Linked DNA regions of Mus musculus: region 1 is linked to region 2. A link is a contact called in public HiChIP or PLAC-seq data. All regions are on one chromosome and are shown on one strand. Each heading gives the region's core, a stretch centred on a gene start, on an enhancer-like site or on the middle of the called end of the contact. The rest is flanking DNA. Distances are from core to core; before and after follow the strand shown.

What was found. HiChIP or PLAC-seq counts read pairs in DNA pulled down with a chosen protein or histone mark.
Region 1: an H3K4me3 HiChIP or PLAC-seq map of craniofacial prominence shows a contact between it and region 2, with 5 times the contacts expected there. The contact joins two enhancer-like sites. A contact is called at or near these places in 2 of 484 Hi-C or Micro-C datasets (cerebral cortex and pro-B cells), 11 of 115 datasets of contacts at active chromatin or transcription factors (a beta-TC-6 cell line, craniofacial prominence, embryonic basal ganglia and 8 more) and 2 of 9 other capture datasets (embryonic tail and embryonic trunk).

Annotation. Positions count from the first base shown.
Region 1 is chr5:111,899,517-111,903,571 of GRCm38.p6, forward strand. All of the region lies in intron 3 of Gm36794 (a long non-coding RNA gene), which reads right to left. Among named protein-coding and RNA genes, the nearest start is that of Gm29935, 8.3 kb to the left of the region's middle. Within about 2 kb of position 1,860, at least 27 of the 459 cell types and tissues checked have an H3K27ac peak or open chromatin away from gene starts, as enhancers often do. A contact at or near this core is called in craniofacial prominence and embryonic tail, where this site is marked.
Region 2 is chr5:111,392,069-111,395,809 of GRCm38.p6, forward strand. No RefSeq gene overlaps it. Among named protein-coding and RNA genes, the nearest start is that of Mn1, 23 kb to the right of the region's middle. Within about 2 kb of position 1,928, at least 83 of the 459 cell types and tissues checked have an H3K27ac peak or open chromatin away from gene starts, as enhancers often do. A contact at or near this core is called in craniofacial prominence and embryonic tail, where this site is marked.

The sequences.
Region 1 (4,055 bases), core at 610-3,109, 510 kb after region 2:
GTGTGTGTGTGTGTGTGTGTGTGTGTGTGTGTGTGTGTGTGTGCTTCTCTGACAGTCCTGGATGCTGTGGGGAGGTGCAGGAGGCTTCCTCCCTTCTTTGTGGGTCCTCATACATCCTTCTACTCTGATGTACCTGTTTCCCCACCCCATGGAAGGAAGAGTCTAGGAGAGGCCTCAGAGCTGGAAGGATGGAGGTGGCTTCCTCCAGGAAACAAAGTCCTGTCCAAGGTCAGGACTTCCCAGATCAGCTCAGGATTTGCATATGTCACAGAAGGCCATCTTGGCTGCTGGAGCCCACAGCTTCCTACCTCTGACATCACCAATGCTGGACACCTGACCCCACAGTTACCATTTGCATGATGTGTCTCTTCCTGCAGGATTCACTGTCGGCTACAGGAGAAAATGTAAGGCTCACCATTCTGCAGGGTCCTAGAGGCCAGGCCCCTACGCATATGGGAAGCAGCTAAACACAGAGGCTGTGACATTTTTCCCACTTCCTGGGTATATAGTTCAAGGTGAGCCCACCAGCCAGCTGAGTGCCACAAAATCTGAGCCACTGGGGAGTCAGAGGGTTGAGACTACCTCAATCCCTCCCTTTGACCCACTATTTCCCAAGCTGATTACTGCACAAGCTCTAGAGAACTGAAGGCACATTGCCTCTCCCTTCTTCAGCTTGGGGACCTCAGGAGCCTGGGGACTTTAGCTTCTGTCTCCAGAGACCTTTCCCCCAGAGTCTATGTCTGTTGGTAGCTATATTTCCCCCAGAGAGCTCTCTGGCGCTGACAGAATCCCCATGTGCCCATAAGTTGGAAGCTACAAATGCCCTTGAGACTCCTTCAGCACCGGGTGCTCTCATGGGTGAACATGGGTGCTCTACAATGCCAGATCTTTGAGAGCCTCTGTAGCCACTACATCCCACCCATTCCCACTGAGCAGGCAGGAAACTGAGGCAGGGTATCTTGAGACACTGCTCAAAAAAGATGGGGCAGATGGTATGGGGACAGCCTTCTTTCACAGTCCATTAGTCTCCCTAGGAACACCTGGACCAGGGAAACTTCAGAAAGCCTCTGTGCCCCCCAGGGCTCTAGAGGACACAGGATGGATGGATTCTCAACCATCTCCTTCCCCAGGATGGATGTGGATGCTAGTGAGGGGAAGTGAGTCCCTAGCCAGTGTGCACCAGTATCATGCAGTGTGAACACAGATGGTTCACAGCTTCACCCTCTAAATCTAACTCTGTCACCAGCCTTGTCAGTTGAGAAGAAATCAGGACTGAGTTACACCATCACTACCACCTTCTGCTCTTCCCCACTCCCTCTCCTCCCTTCCTTCTCATCTCCATCCTCCTCTTCCTCCTCTTCCTCCTTTCCTTGGCCCTCCCTATTTATCCCCTCCTCTCCCTACTTCAGCTGGTCTTTGACGTCTTGCAGATGCTGCAACAGAACTTCCCAAGAAGTGCAAGAAATGATATCCTTGTCCTGCATCCTGTGTCTTGCACATCCTAAAGATCTCAAGAGAAGCCTGGGGCTGGCAGAAGAAAATCCCCTCCCTAACCCCTGTCCTACATCCATCCTGCAGAGGGGCCTCGCCAGCCACCAGCTCCACAGAACTCAGCTCTGGTTTTCTCAGAGGCTGTGATCAGCTTCACAGCGCAGCCATTTTTGAACAGGAGCCGGATCTTGTGGTTGGTGTCCCCACGGGGGCTGGTCTTTCTGTTCTCCCTGCTCTGGGGTGAGGACAGCAGGTTGGTTTACCAGGAGCACTGGGATGTGAAATGGGCCGGAGAACAAATGAGGGAGGGGAATTCAATGTGTCTGGGTTTCTCTGTGGCTGGAGTTTATTCATGCGGGAAGTGAGTTGAGTCTACAGATTTCCCATGGGGCTCAGAGTGTCAGATGGCCTGGTGACAGGCAGCCCTGGGGCAGGGCTAAGGAAAGGGTGAAATGCTAAGCCTTGTAACAGCTCAGGCTCTCTCGCTCTCCAAGGTAACATTCTATCGGCTGTGTGGCCTGGGGTAACCTGCTGCCCACTCTGGGTTTCATGTTCTCTATTAGATAAGCAACTCTTTGGAGTTGAGAAAAGGCAGAACTCCTGTCATGTTGATAAAGCAACAACTGGATGTGAGAGTGCTCAAGGCATGGTTTTAATACACCCAACCCCCGAGGCCTTTGCTGCAAAGCAGTGGCTAAAAACCCGGGCATTGCTTCAACCTTTGGGATTATTTTAAAGTTCCTAGAGACTATAGTTCCTTATAGCAGCTCCCATCCAGACCTTCTGTAGCAGAGTAGCTGTCCACGGAGAAACTCAGGGAAAGATGATGCCTCCCAGGTCTGACTTCTGCCCAGGGCCACTAGCAATGGTAAGGGGGAGAGGTCTCTGTCCAAGGTCCTGAAACGGAAGCCCTACAGGTTGGGGCTGTGCCAGTGTCTTCAGGAAGACCTAGTGGAAAAGGCTGTTTCTGCAATCTCCTCACATTCTCGTCCCTTTTCTACTGAGGCCCCTCACTCTTTCCCTCAGGCCTTCCCGTTCTGTTTTCTCTCCTATTTCTCTTCTTTCTCTCCTGTTTTCCCCTTCCCTCTCCACTTACCTGTCTCATCTGTCTCTCCGCCATTGTCTCTTTCCACCTCCCTCTTCCTCTTGATCTCTGTCTGCCCAGATGCCTGCCTCCAGTTTACCTGTGACTTCTTCTGCCTCCTTCAGAGAGACACCTCCAGCCAGAGCCCTTTTTCTCTTCCTTCATCCACCCTTTGGAGACATTGCTGTTCCCATCATGTCTCCAGATGGAAATCCAGAACAACAGATGCCCCCTTCTTCCACTCTCTGTAGAGATGCTCACCCCTCCCCAAAGAGATGATCCTGAGGAAGGAGGCCATCCAGAAATCCATCAGGAAAAGAGATCCACACTTAACCCCTCAGCTAAAGTTCTTCTCACTGAACTCATGTCTTACAAACTCGCTCACGGGCCAGAGTGAGCATAGCATTCAGGGAGCATGGCAGCCTGGGAGCACAGAAGCCTGGGAGCAGAGCAGTCAGGAAGCACAGTAGCTAGGGAACATAGCATCCAGGGAGCACAGCATTCAGGGAGCAGACTATCTAGGGAGCACAGCAGCCAGGGAGCAGAGTAGCCAGGGATCACAGCAATCAGAAAGCATAGCATCCATGGAGAACAGCAGCTAGGGAGCACAGCATCCAGGGAGCACAGCAATCAGGGAACACAGCATCCAGGGAGTACAGCAGCTAGGGGGCACAACATCCAGGGAGTACAGCAGCTAGGGGACACAACATCCAGGGATCACAGCATCCAGGGCACACAACAACCAGGGCACACAACATCCATTGATCACAGCAGCTAGGGGGCACATCTAGGGACAACAGCATCTAGGGAGCACAGCAGGTATGGAGCATAGCAGTCAGGGAGCACAGCATTCAGGGAACAGTGAATCCAGGGAACATAGTAGCCAGGGGCATAGCATTCAGGGAGCATAGCATTTAGGGAGCACAACAGCCAGGGAGCACAGCATCCAGGGCACACAACATCCAGGGAGCACAGCAGCTAGGGACCATAGTATACAGGGAGCACAGCAGATAGGGAGCATAGCATACAGGGAGCACAGCAACCAGGGAGCAGAGCAGAGAGGGAGAACAGCATTCAGGAAGCAGTGTATCCAGGGAACATAGTAGCCAGGGGGCATAGCATCCAGGGAGCACAGCAGCCAGGAGGCACAAGAGCCAGTGAGCACAGCATTAAGGGAGCAGAGTATCCAGGGAGCATATCAGGCAGGGGGCATTGTATCGAGTGAGCATAACATTCATGGAGCAGAGTAGCCAGGGAGCACAGCAGCTAGGGGGCGAGCACAGCATCCAGGAAGACAGGGCCACCTCCTTTCTTCCTAGATACAGGAAACAGGAAAAAGGTCAGACACTGGTCTCAGTCTCAGTTAGGATGGTAAGAGCAAAAGCATGGGCTGAGGCTGACTTTGGAGCAGTGAGTGTTTTAGGTTTTAAAACAAGTGTGTGTGTGTGTGTGTGTGTGTGTGTGTGTGTGTGTGTGTGTG
Region 2 (3,741 bases), core at 678-3,177:
TTGCTGGGATTTGAACTCAGAACCTCTGGAAGAGCAATCAGTGCTCTTACCCGCTGAGCCATCTTACCAGCCCCATCTGATTTCAAAAACAACTCCAATGCCGGCCGTCCAAGGAGACCCCACACTGGTTTTGCAGCTTTACGATGTCTGTAAGGTAGGTGTTACCGTCTGTACATCTGCTAAAACTGGAGGCAGACTGCCTTCTGATCAAGGGTCCCACAGATCACCTGCTTGTCCAGACTCCAATCTCCAGTTGCAGAGCTTCAGGCATGTGGATTGCATAAAAGCAGAACAGCTTTGCCGCTCAGCGCGTGCACGCGCACACGTGTGTGTGTGTGTGTGTGTGTGTGTGTGTGTGTGTGTGTCTGTGTGTGTGTGTGTGTGTCTGTGTGTGTGTGTGTGTGGTGTGTGTGTGTGTGTGTGTGCGTGCATTTTGAGACAACGGTTTCTCTGTGTAGCCCTGTTCTGTAGACCAGGCTGGCCTCAAACTCAAAAGATCCAACTTCATGCTGGATTGTCAGCATGTGCCACCTCTGATAACCAACATCTTCATAATGTCTCCTCATAAAGTCCTCTGAGGCACAGCTGAGCTTCTCCATGGTGGCAGGCAAACCCTAAGACTCCACACTCGGAGGTCTCACTAATATGGAAGGGGTGGTAACTGCTCTGCCCCCCTACTGAGGCCCCCTACCTCAGTAGTACCATGTCTTCCCCCCAACCTCCAGCTGGCTTTGTGTTAGTGCTGTGGACATGAGGGGTCTCCAGGAGCCTGTGGTGTGTTCCTTCTAAGTGTGCTTGACAGCAGTTGGGGTGTCAGGGGAGCCTGACCTGTAAATCCCCGGGTGGAGCAACCCTGAGGTCAGGGCTGTTCTACTTCACCAGAGACCACTTCCCCTACACTCCTGCCCAGCATTGCCTATCTGGCTGAGGACAGTATCTGTTGGCGGTCTAGTGGGCCATGAATTCAGGATCCTGTTAATATGGGATCTATTGGGATTCCAGTCTTCCTCTCAGCCCCTACTGAGTGACAGGCACAGCTTTTCTACTCATGAGGTTGAGGTCTGGATCTGTGCATGTTAGTGCTGTCCATGGTGGGACTTCACTGCCCTAGATCTCACATCTCATTGCGATCTACCCCAAGGCTCAGCTATGCGGCAGCCATCATCTCAGGATGCTGGGAGGTGGGGAAGTGCTGGGATGAGATGGTGACCCTGTGCTTGCTCGGAGGCCTTACTGTTGCTACCCGTCTCCTGCTAGTGAGCCCTGCAAGTGTGCTTGAAACCACGGAGTCTTAGCATGGAGCTGTCTGCTCACACTCTGCCAGAGGCCATGCTGGCTGAAGGGCTTTGGCGTCTCGCACATGTACTCCGATGCCTGCCCACCCACCCCCGTTACTGAACAATAGGCCCCAAATGAAGCTTGACCCCTCTGAGCCTTGGTGTCCCGCCAGTGAAAGTCTGGATTGTCGACACTAACATGGGACATGGCTCTGTGACAAGGAAACATGAAAACAACACTTCGTGCCCTGGTTGGGCTCTTAGCTAGAGTCACCAGCCAGCGTGCATTGCCCAGGACAAAGGATTCCTGGGAGGCCAGACTTTGACTCTAAAACCAAGACAGTCATGGACAAACAGGGACCGTTGGTCACCCTGTTACAAGAGTATAGCAGTTTTCATCTAAAGACAGATGTAAACACTGGGCCATTGTATAGGAGCCAGGCAGTGCTGTAACCTGAAGCCAGTCTCACAGGGAGAACTCAAAGTGTTCTTTCCATACAGTGCTCCGTTCTCCCCAGACTGCCATGGACAGGTACATCCAGGCATATTGAGCTTGCTGCAGCCAAAGACGCTTTCCCAAAGGTGTGCATGTATGCCTGGCCCTCTGGCAGCAGCCTGCAATGTTCCCACCGGTTCATTCTTGCCACTCACCCCCAGGCTCCACCCACAATGGCCTCACGCCAGATTCTGAGACCAGGTCTGCTTTGAATGACTGGAACAGAGCAGCCCAGGATTTAACCCATTCCTGGCTTGAGTGCCTCCTGCCGTTAACCATTTCCTCCCCCCTGCCTGTGGCTCGAGTGACCCAACAACAGCCTCTCAACTCTCTCCCATTTTGCGAGGAAACATTTCTGCTTTATGACTGCATGTGCTTTCTCGTCTCTCCCGTTATCTTAATGAATTAACTGGGTGCCCATTGCTCCCTGGCCCCCCCACGGTTTACGAGCTGTTCAGCGATCACTGCGATCTTCGTCAGCTTCACACAGTTGTTGTACCGGTTCCTATTACAGTAATTGGCATGAACTTTATTCTTTTGCAGAGAGATTCTTTGGCCCGCTGAGACTGCATAACCATCTGCCATAAATTGAGACTAGTACGGCTTATTTTGGTGAATGCAAAATTGGATCCCATTCTTTACTCTGTGGCTTGATTCAACTTCCAGATGGTTAATCCACATGAAGTAATAGGAATGCACCACAGCTCTGCTTAGCTGAAGATGGAGACGTAATATTTATTTGCTGATGTGGAGGCCTCCAAACGCTGCCCTGTCGGGATGTCAATATATAACACGGCAGCACAGAAATGTCAGCTTGTTCTGCAGGAACGACAGGCTCCCCTGAGTTGCCATGGGGGGACCCCTGGGTGCCTACTCCCCCCTTCTGTCCTTGACCTAATCTCAAGAGGTTTTTATTCTCTCCTGGGCTGTTTCTTATCAGCTAGGTCTGCCTGTGTAGCTGGCTTCACATCTGCTTTGACTTTAGTGCCTGTGACATTTTCATTAATACTTCTCCAAGGTTGAGCCTTTATTCCAAATACCCTGCAGCTCCCAGAAGCTAAAGCTCAGCTGTGCCCAGCTGGGGGCTGCTGGGAAACTTGGCCCCTGAAATACCAACAAGTCTGCTGTCCCCACTCAGATGAGCTGATCAACACTTTTTAATTGTTACTGATCATGCTCACCTGCTATGCTGAAGGATGCAGAGGCAGATCTTGGGGTAGGGGGGAATTGCTTTCACTCTGGGGAATATCGACTGCCTCTGTGTGTATGCTCCGTCCTGTCCTAGACTCCTCCTGGGTCTCAGCATGTGGTGCAGGGAAGCCTGAAGCCCTGCATCTCACCACCTGGGAGTACTGACTCTTCAGGGCTCCCTGTACCAGATGGGTCCAGCAACCCAGTTTACCCAGGGCTGCTCTGGCTGAGCCCCTATCTCCTCTGTACCATTCAGAGCTGGGCAAACTGAGACAGTTGCCTACCCTATGGCCCTGTCTACTCTAGATCTGCAGAGAGAACCTCTGGAGCTCACTCTGAAAGTCCTACATTGTGGTGTGTTCTGTGGTGACTCTGACAGGGCCCATGAATTTGGCAACCACAGTAGTGAGTCTCAAGTGACTCCATGGCCTGACATCTCGTGTGCCTTTGGGTTTAGAGGGAAGACTTGATGAGAAATTAGATCAAAGAGAGTCTACACATGGGAATTAGACTTAAAAGGAGCTAGTAAGAACCAAGTGTATTGGCGCACACCTTTAATCCCTGAACCCAGGGTAGAAGCAGGCAGATCTCCGAGGCCGGCTTTAGTTATGTAGTGAGTTCCAGGCCAGCCAGATCAACATAGGGAGGCCCTTTCTCAAATAACCAAAAGAAGTGGAGTGTGTGTGTGTGTGTGTGTGTTTAAAAAAAAAAAAAAAAAAAAAAAAAAAACAAGACCCTGAAAGTTTCCAGATGGAACACAGTGCAATAAGGCAGGCA